Linked DNA regions of Arabidopsis thaliana: region 1 is linked to region 2. A link is a contact called in public ChIA-PET data. All regions are on one chromosome and are shown on one strand. Each heading gives the region's core, a stretch centred on a gene start, on an enhancer-like site or on the middle of the called end of the contact. The rest is flanking DNA. Distances are from core to core; before and after follow the strand shown. Region 1 holds the start of ZIF1 (zinc induced facilitator 1). Region 2 holds the start of PDAT (phospholipid:diacylglycerol acyltransferase).

Region 1 (5,045 bases), core at 2,490-4,989, 39 kb after region 2:
AGTCGAAGCTATCGGTAAAACTAATTTGCTATATATATGATTATGATATAAGCCTGTTTGTTTAGTTATAATACTCATATATACTTGTGTGTGAAATTTGATTGCAGATGTTTATCTAGCTGGGACTGTGATGTTAATATTTAGTATGGGTTTGTATGGACTCTTCATCAGTCACTCGCCTCATGATGTTCCACCGGAATCCGATCGTGCCCTTAGATCCTCTTCCCTCTTTGGTATGTTTGCAATGAAGGAGAGACCAAAATGGATGAAGATCAGCTCACTTGATGAGCTTAAAACCAAAGTGGGACATGTCATTGTTATGATTCTGCTAGTGAAGATGTTCGAGAGAAGCAAGATGGTTACTATCGCCACCGGTCTAGATTTGCTTAGTTATTCCGTTTGCATCTTCTTGTCCTCTGCTTCTCTGTATATCCTCCATAATCTCCACAAAGGAGAGACATGAACCCATATTATGTACAGACCCAATATATCCAATATATGTGTTTACTCTGTTTTTTTGTTTAATTTGCTATTAATGATTATGAAGAACCAATTTATTTGCTTTTTATTCACTAGAGGAATAGTATATTTTCAAATCATTCACATTATGTACATTCCGTAGCTTCTTCAAAGCAATGCCATTGATTTGTCTCACCCTCTCTCTCGAAAGCTTCAGCGACTTACCTATCTCTTCAAACGACATAGGAGTCTCTCCGTTGAGCCCAAAGTAAAGTCCCAATACACGAGATTCTCTAGCGGTAAGACTTCCTAAGAGTTGCTCAATCTCATGCTTCATGTGTTCCCTTTTCACCATCTCCTCTGGCCTTGTTTCATCTGGTCCCCGTACAATTTCCTGAACATGATAAATCAGTCCAAAGTCTCTCTTAGCTTTCTATTTTCATGGAAAACTCAAGTACCTGCAATGTCATGCGGCCATTTTGAGACGCGACTCGGTCCAACGAAACAGGGGATCTGCTACGCTCCACAGCTAGTCTAACCGCGGATACATTGAGGTTTAGGTGCTCTGCAATCTCTTCACAGCTTGGTTGCCTTCTTAGTTTTCTGGTCAACACATTACTAGCTTCTGCAACTTTTGCCGTTAACTCCCACATGCTTCCCTACACACAACAAGCTAAAACGATGTATTCACTAATTACTTCACTTCCCAGAACAACATTGCATTTTATTTTTCTATGTAACAATAGAAGATGACTTGGTTCACATATAGTTAACATCTATATATGGTAGCAACTATACAATGTAACACATATTCATCTCAAACTGTAAGAATTGGAGGCTCACCGGCAATTTGACAAGTCTAGATTTATGCGCTATAGCCCTTAAGATGGCCTGTTTGATCCACCAGTAGACATAAGTTGATAGTTTGTATCCTCGGTCGGGATCAAATCTCTCAGCTCCACGAAGCAGCCCTATGCTTCCTTCCTGAATAAGGTCTTGCAAATTCAAACCTTTGCCTTGGTACCCTGTTGCAATAGAAACAACCAACCTACGGTAACAACGAGTAATCTTTTCTCTCGCTTCTTTTCTACGGCATAGTATTTCATTTGCACTACGCTTCTTCTTCCCTCTGCCACTGGCTAACAAAACTGATACCATTTCATTCTCTTCAACACTTGTTCCCAAATTTTCAAGTTTTGCTCCTTCCTATTAATTACCAGCAAAGGTATTATTACCAACAAGGATACACAATGTTTGAATCTTTCCATTAATGGGCCATGAGAGATATTGGATAAGAAAGAAATGATATACCTTGAGGTACAAGCAAAGCTGAACCTCCTCTAAACGACTCAAAAACCCAGATCGTGAAGCTCCAACAACAGGAACACTAATTGTCTCTGCTTCTGCTTCTACGCCAGCATTTTCCTCTTCTTCAGGCTCCAAACGTTCGTAACCTACTCTTCTTCTTCTTCTCCTCTTCCTTCTCTTTTCTGACTGAATTCCCCATTTCTCAGGTTTGATCATCACGGAGCTATCAACCACTCTATCCACTGTAGTGTCACCGCAAACCAGAGCCGTACTAAGCTTTATAGAAAATGGGGATGATAAAGAAGGAGATGGTTGACATTGGTGAGTCGTTCTGAGTAAGGGAGAGATTGTAGGGACAGGAGGAGACGGACACATAGTTGCGGTAGCTGTAGTGGGAATCGTCGTCGCCATGGATGGATGAGCTGCAGAGCTTCCCACACCTTAGATTTTTCTATTTTTGTTATCTATCTTCTTTTTGGTCCAATAAAAATGGAAGAAGAAGATAATTCTCTCTTGTGTTACTTACTTATATCATAGAGCCTCTCTCTGTGTCATATCAGTTATCCGCAATTAAATTTGGGTGGAGTTGCTTTCTTTTTTTGTAATTAAAAAAAAAAAAAAATCTTTTCGATATGCAACAATTTTGGAAAAGGAAACCAAAAATGAGAAATTACAGCTTATAAATGTTTTCGGATTGCAGTATATACAAACCCAAAGCTCCATAGTTTTCGGACCCTTAATTATTAATGCAAACCCAAAATTCGAGTGGTTTCGGACCCATAAAAAGGCCCAATAAAATTGGATTCCTAGTAAATTGACGCATATGATGTCACATGTACAGTGATGGCTGAACGAGAGATAATGGACCAAGTGTCACGGTCTAGACCCCACGTGCTTGAGGGTGGGAGCAACGCGCTGTTCCAAAGCTTGTCTGTGGTGAACACGCGTACCTCTCTGAATCCTCGTGATCTTACGGTGGGCTCCACTAATTTCGCTGACGTGGAATTGTCCACACACAGTACTCTTCTTGGCACTGTACGCTCAACACAAGAGGAGTCAATTATGCCACCACTAACTATATATTAAGATTAGACTTTAACAACAAAAAACCTATTTAAAATTAGATTTTTATATGGAATTAGTAAAAGCAGTATATTCGTACGAGTTCCAAAGCACTCAGAGCCTCAACCATTGGACGTCATTCATAGATGTACGAATTAATAATCATTGTCTTTAGAAATAGTCTGTAAAGCCGTCTAGATGGTAAGTGTTTGAGTCAATCGTTTTTGTAGACGGTTTCATACGAAAATGTAATTCAAAAAGCTGTTTTGTAAAAAGATTATGGATTAAGTTTGGACGTAGTTTAATTAGACGTGTAAAGTATACGAATACGCAAAACTAATGATAGAGAATCAAAGGTAAAACACATTTTGATTCCGAAGCGGGAATCAATCCACCTTTATCCATACGCATATGAATAACAAAGTCTATCTTCTTTTTTGTTCTGATGATTTAAAGTTTCAATACTATTTTGTTTTTTGGATCAAAATATTTTTTAATTCACTTTTTAAACAATAAAGTCTTTTTTGGGTATATAGTATTCTTAAAGTATCTGCTGCTTTAATTTTGGTGATGCATCTGTACCTAACAAGACAAATGAATAATTGTTGATATAATTTCATTAAAATAGACACACGTGAAGCAATTGGATTTGCTAAATGAGATAACCATTCCAAGTCTTAAAAGATAGATCACTAGACAACATTGTTTAGTCCTTATTCTATTCTCTCCCCACTTTCAAATCAATTGTCTCTTTCTTCCTGTATGCATTATCCCATGTGCCCTCAAAAAACATTCCTCCTAAGATTGATTAGTCTCTCGGACTATACAATTAATATCTTAAATACCAGTTTTTAATTACAAATTACTTTCTCACTAACTAAACTTTGAATCTTTTTTAAAAAAAATATGTAACCACATTTGGATGGATTGGTGAAAAACAAAATTGCGGGTGGAGGAGGTCCGTGAACATGTGACGAGATTAAAATGACACTTGGGTGACCACCTTTTTGGCCCTCTTTAGCTCCAAGGCTATATATATATATATGCATACATCCATCCATTTGTACATATATACGTGACTCATCGTCTTTTTCACTCCCACACGTTCTGCTCCAGCGATACTGTGAGAGAATCTCTGTGTGGTACTCTTTCATTTTTCCTTTCCCATTTTCAAATATTCCGTTACGATTTCGAATATTTCCCCCATTGATTATTTCCTTTAATTCTCACGCTTATTAGCTTAATATTGGAATTTTTAGGTTCTGAATTCTTAGGCTGGAATTGAATTCTGAAATGGCGGAGGAGTACAAGGAAGCGTTGTTGGAGAAGCAGAACTATCACGACGGATGTCCCGGCTGTAAGGTGGAGCAGATGAAGCAGCTCCGGCGAGGATATCCTTACCTCGAGCTTTCCTTCGTTTGGATTATCGTCCTCTCCACTTGTAACACCTTCTTCGCCTTCTCATAACAGTTACTATTGTGTCAATTTTCCTTGAGATTTTTGGTGTCAATCGGATTCGGCTATAGTGTTGTTTTTGACTATTCGTCATTGTCAACTACTTTGACGAGATTCCGGAAATTGATTTGCTTAATGGTTTTACTGCTAAATGTTTTGAAATTGGCTTCTTGTGTTGAAAGTAATGATTCGTTATGCGATTCCTCATACGTTCTTATTTGATATCATGTGTTTGCAGCTCTACCAATTTCCTCACTCTATCCCTTCCTCTACTATATGGTGAGTTTTTGATCGAGTACTGTACTGTTCTTTTGTCACAGGCTCTTAATAGTAAGTCTGACATGTCTTCTTTGTTTTCATAGATTGAGGATTTTGGTGTCGCAAAGACGGAGAAAGATATTGGGTTTTATGCTGGTTTTGTTGGTGAGAACTGATAAGACATTTGCCTCTGTCACTTGTTATTCTGTAGTGAATCTCCATATCTATACCGTTTGTTCTAATGATATCTCTTATTACTTGGAAGGTTGCTCTTTTATGCTTGGAAGAGCACTGACTTCTGTGTTCTGGGGAATTGTGGCTGATCGTTATGGAAGAAAACCCATTATACTCTTGGGAACTATCTCAATGTTAGTATCATTAAACATGATTTTGATTTGTATCCATCTTCGTCTCTAGATGCTGATTAGGTAGTTTACTGCAGTGCAATTTTCAACGCTCTTTTTGGCTTGAGCTCAAATTTTTGGATGGCAATTGGCACAAGG
Region 2 (4,907 bases), core at 965-3,464:
CATCAAGCTCAGGGAGGGCAACCTGCAGAGCCACCTGGATGGGATGCAGACCAAGTGTGCTGTTTAGCCATTCCTCTGTCGTCTGGAACACCAGTGGTACTGCCACAAGGTAAGGAACATCGAGCTTTTTCAGGGCTTCGATAGCCCTGGGATGATCCTGCCTTGCAGGTCCACCAACAAGAGCAAAACCAGTCAAGGAGACAGCAGAGTTTACGATGGGCTGTTTCGACACCGGGTCTACGAAATATTTCTCTACTGGACCAGAGAAATCCAACCCTCCTGCGAATATAGGAACGACCTTAGCACCTCTAGCCTCAAGCTCCATGATAACAGCCACATAGTGACTATCATCACCAGTCACAATGTGACTCCTCTGCAAGACTAAACCGACAACCGTTGCATCTTTCCTCTTGAGTGAGTCATTGGTGTCCCTTCTAGTGTCATACCAGTTCCAGTACTCCTTCACATCATCGTACATGGTTGGAGCAAGTGGATGCCAAATTCCAGTATCCAAGAACAAAACCGGATCCGAATACTCGATTTTGACACCTTTCAAAGCCGGAACATAAGATCCAGAAATCATCTTAACAAAATTCTGAAGATTATCAGGAGAGCCTCCAAGCCAAAACTGTAAACTCAAGATGTAGAGACGAGCATCTTGAGCCTTGTCACTAGGTAAGTACTTCAAAACCTTAGGCAAAGTCCTAACAAGCTTCAACATACTATCGGCAAAACCAGCAGAGCCTTGTTTCTTCCTCTTGAAGAGTTGGAAAAACGGAGACTTTGACTGACCCAATTGAGACATACTAAAAGATCCAAGCTTGTTCAGTCTCATTACCTCAGGCATTGAAGGGAAGACAAGAACTGCGTCCATCCTGTCTCTCTCCTTCTCCACCGCATCCTTAACTTTAATCGCCAATTCCTCGACGAAGATCAGAGAACCAATGAAGATGTTGGCGTCTTTAAGGTCTTCGCAGAAGTTGTTGTAAGTGTTCTTGTCTCTAAGCTCCTCGACCAAGTATCCAACCACTTCGTAGGATGCGAATCTCGAAGTCTTGTTGAGAGATTGCACGGCTTCACTGAGAGAAGACTGGTACTGAGCCTCGAGGACGACGTAGACGATTTTCACCGTCGGAACGTTGTCTCTCTTGATCGGAACTATACGACGGACCTCCGGGTTCGTCTGTGTGAAGAGGCCGTTTCCAGATACAGCAGATTTCACCTTGAAGAAAGATTTGGCTGGTTTGGTTGATCTGTGTTTCTTCCGGAGGAAAGAATGTTTGGTACTGTTAGTGAGCGAAGAGAGATGCTCTGCTTTAGAAGTGGATAGAGTGAATGGAGAATACACAAGCGAAGCCATTTTGCGGCTGCTGGATTCTCCAAACGTTGAATTCGAAGAGGAGAGGATAGGAGAAGAGATGAATCGTTTTTTGTTGGTTGTCTCTTACACTTTTTGAGCTCCAAGTGGGAGTTTATGATTCTCTCATCGGTAAACGCTTCGGACCAAGGAACTAAAAAAGAAGCGTTGGTTTTGAAGGTAAGTGGTGAGAGGGAAGGACACGTGGACGAATAGTTACGGAAGAAGGGAGAGTCTACTTGTGAGGTTGAGTTTTGTCGGATGTATATCCGCTTGGGACAATGAGATGGACTTTGCTGGCCTCTGATTGGCTCATTGAGATTTCTATTCATATTTTCATGGTTTGGGAGTGTGGATATTGAGTGTCTTATTTTCTTTACTTATTTGACAAGTATTTTTATGTTGCTCTCTTGAAGATCGTATTTGCGGTTTCAGCCATGTAAAAGATTCTTTTCCGATGACGACACTTTTACTAGGCATATTCGTCGGGTAGCCGGTTTAATCCGGTCTAGATTTTGTATAATTTTTGGTTCAGCTAGGTCTGGTTTGATATTTTTCTACTTATTTCTTAAAAACTGGCTTTAATCTTTTAAGGTAAACTCAGGATTTTTCTTTGAAAACGAAATTTGAAATATCAGACTCATAACAATTGTAACAACAAATGTAAAAGTTAAAACACTCTAAAATGTACTCAAAATTTTGATCATCATCATCACTATTTTTTTTATAATAAATGGATGTAAAAACTTATCATGTTTCAATATTTAAAACTTTTTTTTTTTTCAATATTTAAAACTTACATAAAATATATAATTAAAAGAAAGTTTATGAATTAGAATATTAAGTTATATGTAATTAAATGGAGCAATACATGTAGCCTACTAGTATTGTTGTTGCATGAGTTGCATCATATTCGAAGATATACAATATGTTTTTTTGATATAAGAGTACCGCTTCATTCTCTTTTTTTTTTTTGTCATTTCCCAAGTGTAATATTGTTATTAATACATGGGCTATACTAAAAGCCCCACGAAAAGTTTACTGAACTATTTGAGGCCCAACAAGAGCCTATCGGATTAACGCCTACTGCAGAAGAAAATCTGTCTGCACTCCACCCAAGAAAACGCAGACTAATTAATGAAATCAACGAAACGGATAGGTCGGGTCTAAGGTTGACCATGAACCGCAACCTGAACCAGGAGCAAAGTGGTCAAGTTTTGCCATCCGGTCCGAGTCCCTTGGAGGAATAATACCAGAACAGAAAAAAACAGAAAAGTCGACAATAAACAAAAGAGACAAATTTGATTTGATTGGTTCCAGAAATTCGCAGAGAAACAGCTCTTTGTCTCTCTCGACTGATCTAACAATCCCTAATCTGTGTTCTAAATTCCTGGACGAGATTTGACAAAGTCCGTATAGCTTAACCTGGTTTAATTTCAAGTGACAGATATGCCCCTTATTCATCGGAAAAAGCCGACGGAGAAACCATCGACGCCGCCATCTGAAGAGGTGGTGCACGATGAGGATTCGCAAAAGAAACCACACGAATCTTCCAAATCCCACCATAAGAAATCGAACGGAGGAGGGAAGTGGTCGTGCATCGATTCTTGTTGTTGGTTCATTGGGTGTGTGTGTGTAACCTGGTGGTTTCTTCTCTTCCTTTACAACGCAATGCCTGCGAGCTTCCCTCAGTATGTAACGGAGCGAATCACGGGTCCTTTGCCTGACCCGCCCGGTGTTAAGCTCAAAAAAGAAGGTCTTAAGGCGAAACATCCTGTTGTCTTCATTCCTGGGATTGTCACCGGTGGGCTCGAGCTTTGGGAAGGCAAACAATGCGCTGATGGTTTATTTAGAAAACGTTTGTGGGGTGGAACTTTTGGTGAAGTCTACAAAAGGTGAGCTCAACAATTCTCACTCTTCCTTTATATTGGGATTTGGATTGGATCTGATGAGATCACGCACTTGTTGCTTCTTCAACATCACTCAAACTTTAATTCCATGTTTGTCTGTCTTACTCTTTACTTTTTTTTTTTTTTGATGTGAAACGCTATTTTCTTAAGAGACTATTTCTGTATGTGTAAGGTAAGCGTTCCAAGGACGTAATTGGCTTGGACTATTTCTGTTTGATTGTTAACTTTAGGATATAAAATAGCTGCCTTGGAATTTCAAGTCATCTTATTGCCAAATCTGTTGCTAGACATGCCCTAGAGTCCGTTCATAACAAGTTACTTCCTTTACTGTCGTTGCGTGTAGATTTAGCTTTGTGTAGCGTATAATGAAGTAGTGTTTTATGTTTTGTTGGGAATAGAGAAGTTCTAACTACATCTGTGGAAAGTGTGTTCAGGCTGTGATAGAGGACTGTTGCTTTATTATTCAACTATGTATATGTGTAATTAAAGCTAGTTCCTTTTTGATCTTTCAGCTCAATGTGCTTTTCTCAATTTTTTTCTCAATTTCAAAGTTTCACATCGAGTTTATTCACATGTCTTGAATTTCGTCCATCCTCGTTCTGTTATCCAGCTTTGAACTCCTCCCGACCCTGCTATGGATATATTAAAAAAAAAGTGTTTTGTGGGTTGCATCTTTGTTACGATCTGCATCTTCTTCTTTCGGCTCAGTGTTCATGTTTTTGCTATGGTAGAGATGGGCAATGTTATTGTTGATGGTAACAGTGGTATAGTTGATAGTATCTTAACTAATCAATTATCTCTTTGATTCAGGCCTCTATGTTGGGTGGAACACATGTCACTTGACAATGAAACTGGGTTGGATCCAGCTGGTATTAGAGTTCGAGCTGTATCAGGACTCGTGGCTGCTGACTACTTTGCTCCTGGCTACTTTGTCTGGGCAGTGCTGATTGCTAACCTTGCACATATTGGATATGAAGAGAAAAATATGTACATGGCTGCATATGACTGGCGGCTTTCGTTTCAGAACACAGAGGTTCTTTTCTCATCGTTCTTTCTATTATTCTGTTCCATGTTACGTTTCTTTCTTCATTACTTAAGGCTTAAATATGTTTCATGTTGAATTAATAGGTACGTGATCAGACTCTTAGCCGTATGAAAAGTAATATAGAGTTGATGGTTTCTACCAACGGTGGAAAAAAAGCAGTTATAGTTCCGCATTCCATGGGGGTCTTGTATTTTCTACATTTTATGAAGTGGGTTGAGGCACCAGCTCCTCTGGGTGGCGGGGGTGGGCCAGATTGGTGTGCAAAGTATATTAAGGCGGTGATGAACATTGGTGGACCATTTCTTGGTGTTCCAAAAGCTGTTGCAGGGCTTTTCTCTGCTGAAGCAAAGGATGTTGCAGTTGCCAGGTATTGAATATCTGCTTATACTTTTGATGATCAGAACCTTGGCTCTGGAACTCAAAGTTATTCTACTAAATATCAATTCTAATAACATTGCTATATTATCGCTGCAACTGACATTGGTTGATTATTTTTGCTGCTTATGTAACTGAAACTCTCTTGAGATTAGACAAATGATGAATTGATAATTCTTACGCATTGCTCTGTGATGACCAGTTTCTTAGCTTCGACGAT

The links. ChIA-PET counts read pairs in DNA pulled down with a chosen protein or histone mark.
Region 1: a contact with region 2 is called in an H3K4me3 ChIA-PET map of shoot, with 16 read pairs. The contact joins the promoter of ZIF1 here to the promoter of PDAT in region 2. A contact is called at or near these places in 2 of 26 Hi-C or Micro-C datasets (rosette leaf and vegetative nucleus) and 1 of 2 datasets of contacts at active chromatin or transcription factors (shoot).

Annotation. Positions count from the first base shown.
Region 1 is chr5:4,428,567-4,433,611 of TAIR10.1, forward strand. It overlaps ZIF1 (zinc induced facilitator 1), which reads left to right and starts at 3,740. Exons shown (of 18, transcript NM_121377.5): 1 at 3,740-3,971; 2 at 4,089-4,270; 3 at 4,523-4,563; 4 at 4,647-4,707; 5 at 4,808-4,910; 6 at 4,985-5,045. The coding sequence starts at 4,123. It overlaps AT5G13720 (Uncharacterized protein family (UPF0114)), which reads left to right. Exons shown (of 4, transcript NM_121375.5): 3 at 1-14; 4 at 108-729. The coding sequence ends at 463. It overlaps SIG4 (sigma factor 4), which reads right to left and starts at 2,335. Exons shown (of 4, transcript NM_121376.4): 1 at 1,771-2,335; 2 at 1,303-1,665; 3 at 918-1,118; 4 at 529-853. The coding sequence starts at 2,178. The coding sequence ends at 566.
Region 2 is chr5:4,390,723-4,395,629 of TAIR10.1, forward strand. It overlaps PDAT (phospholipid:diacylglycerol acyltransferase), which reads left to right and starts at 2,215. Exons shown (of 6, transcript NM_121367.3): 1 at 2,215-3,252; 2 at 4,078-4,300; 3 at 4,396-4,679. The coding sequence starts at 2,807. GUN5 (magnesium-chelatase subunit chlH, chloroplast, putative / Mg-protoporphyrin IX chelatase, putative (CHLH)) reads right to left here and starts at 1,707. Exons shown (of 5, transcript NM_121366.4): 1 at 1-1,707. The coding sequence starts at 1,360.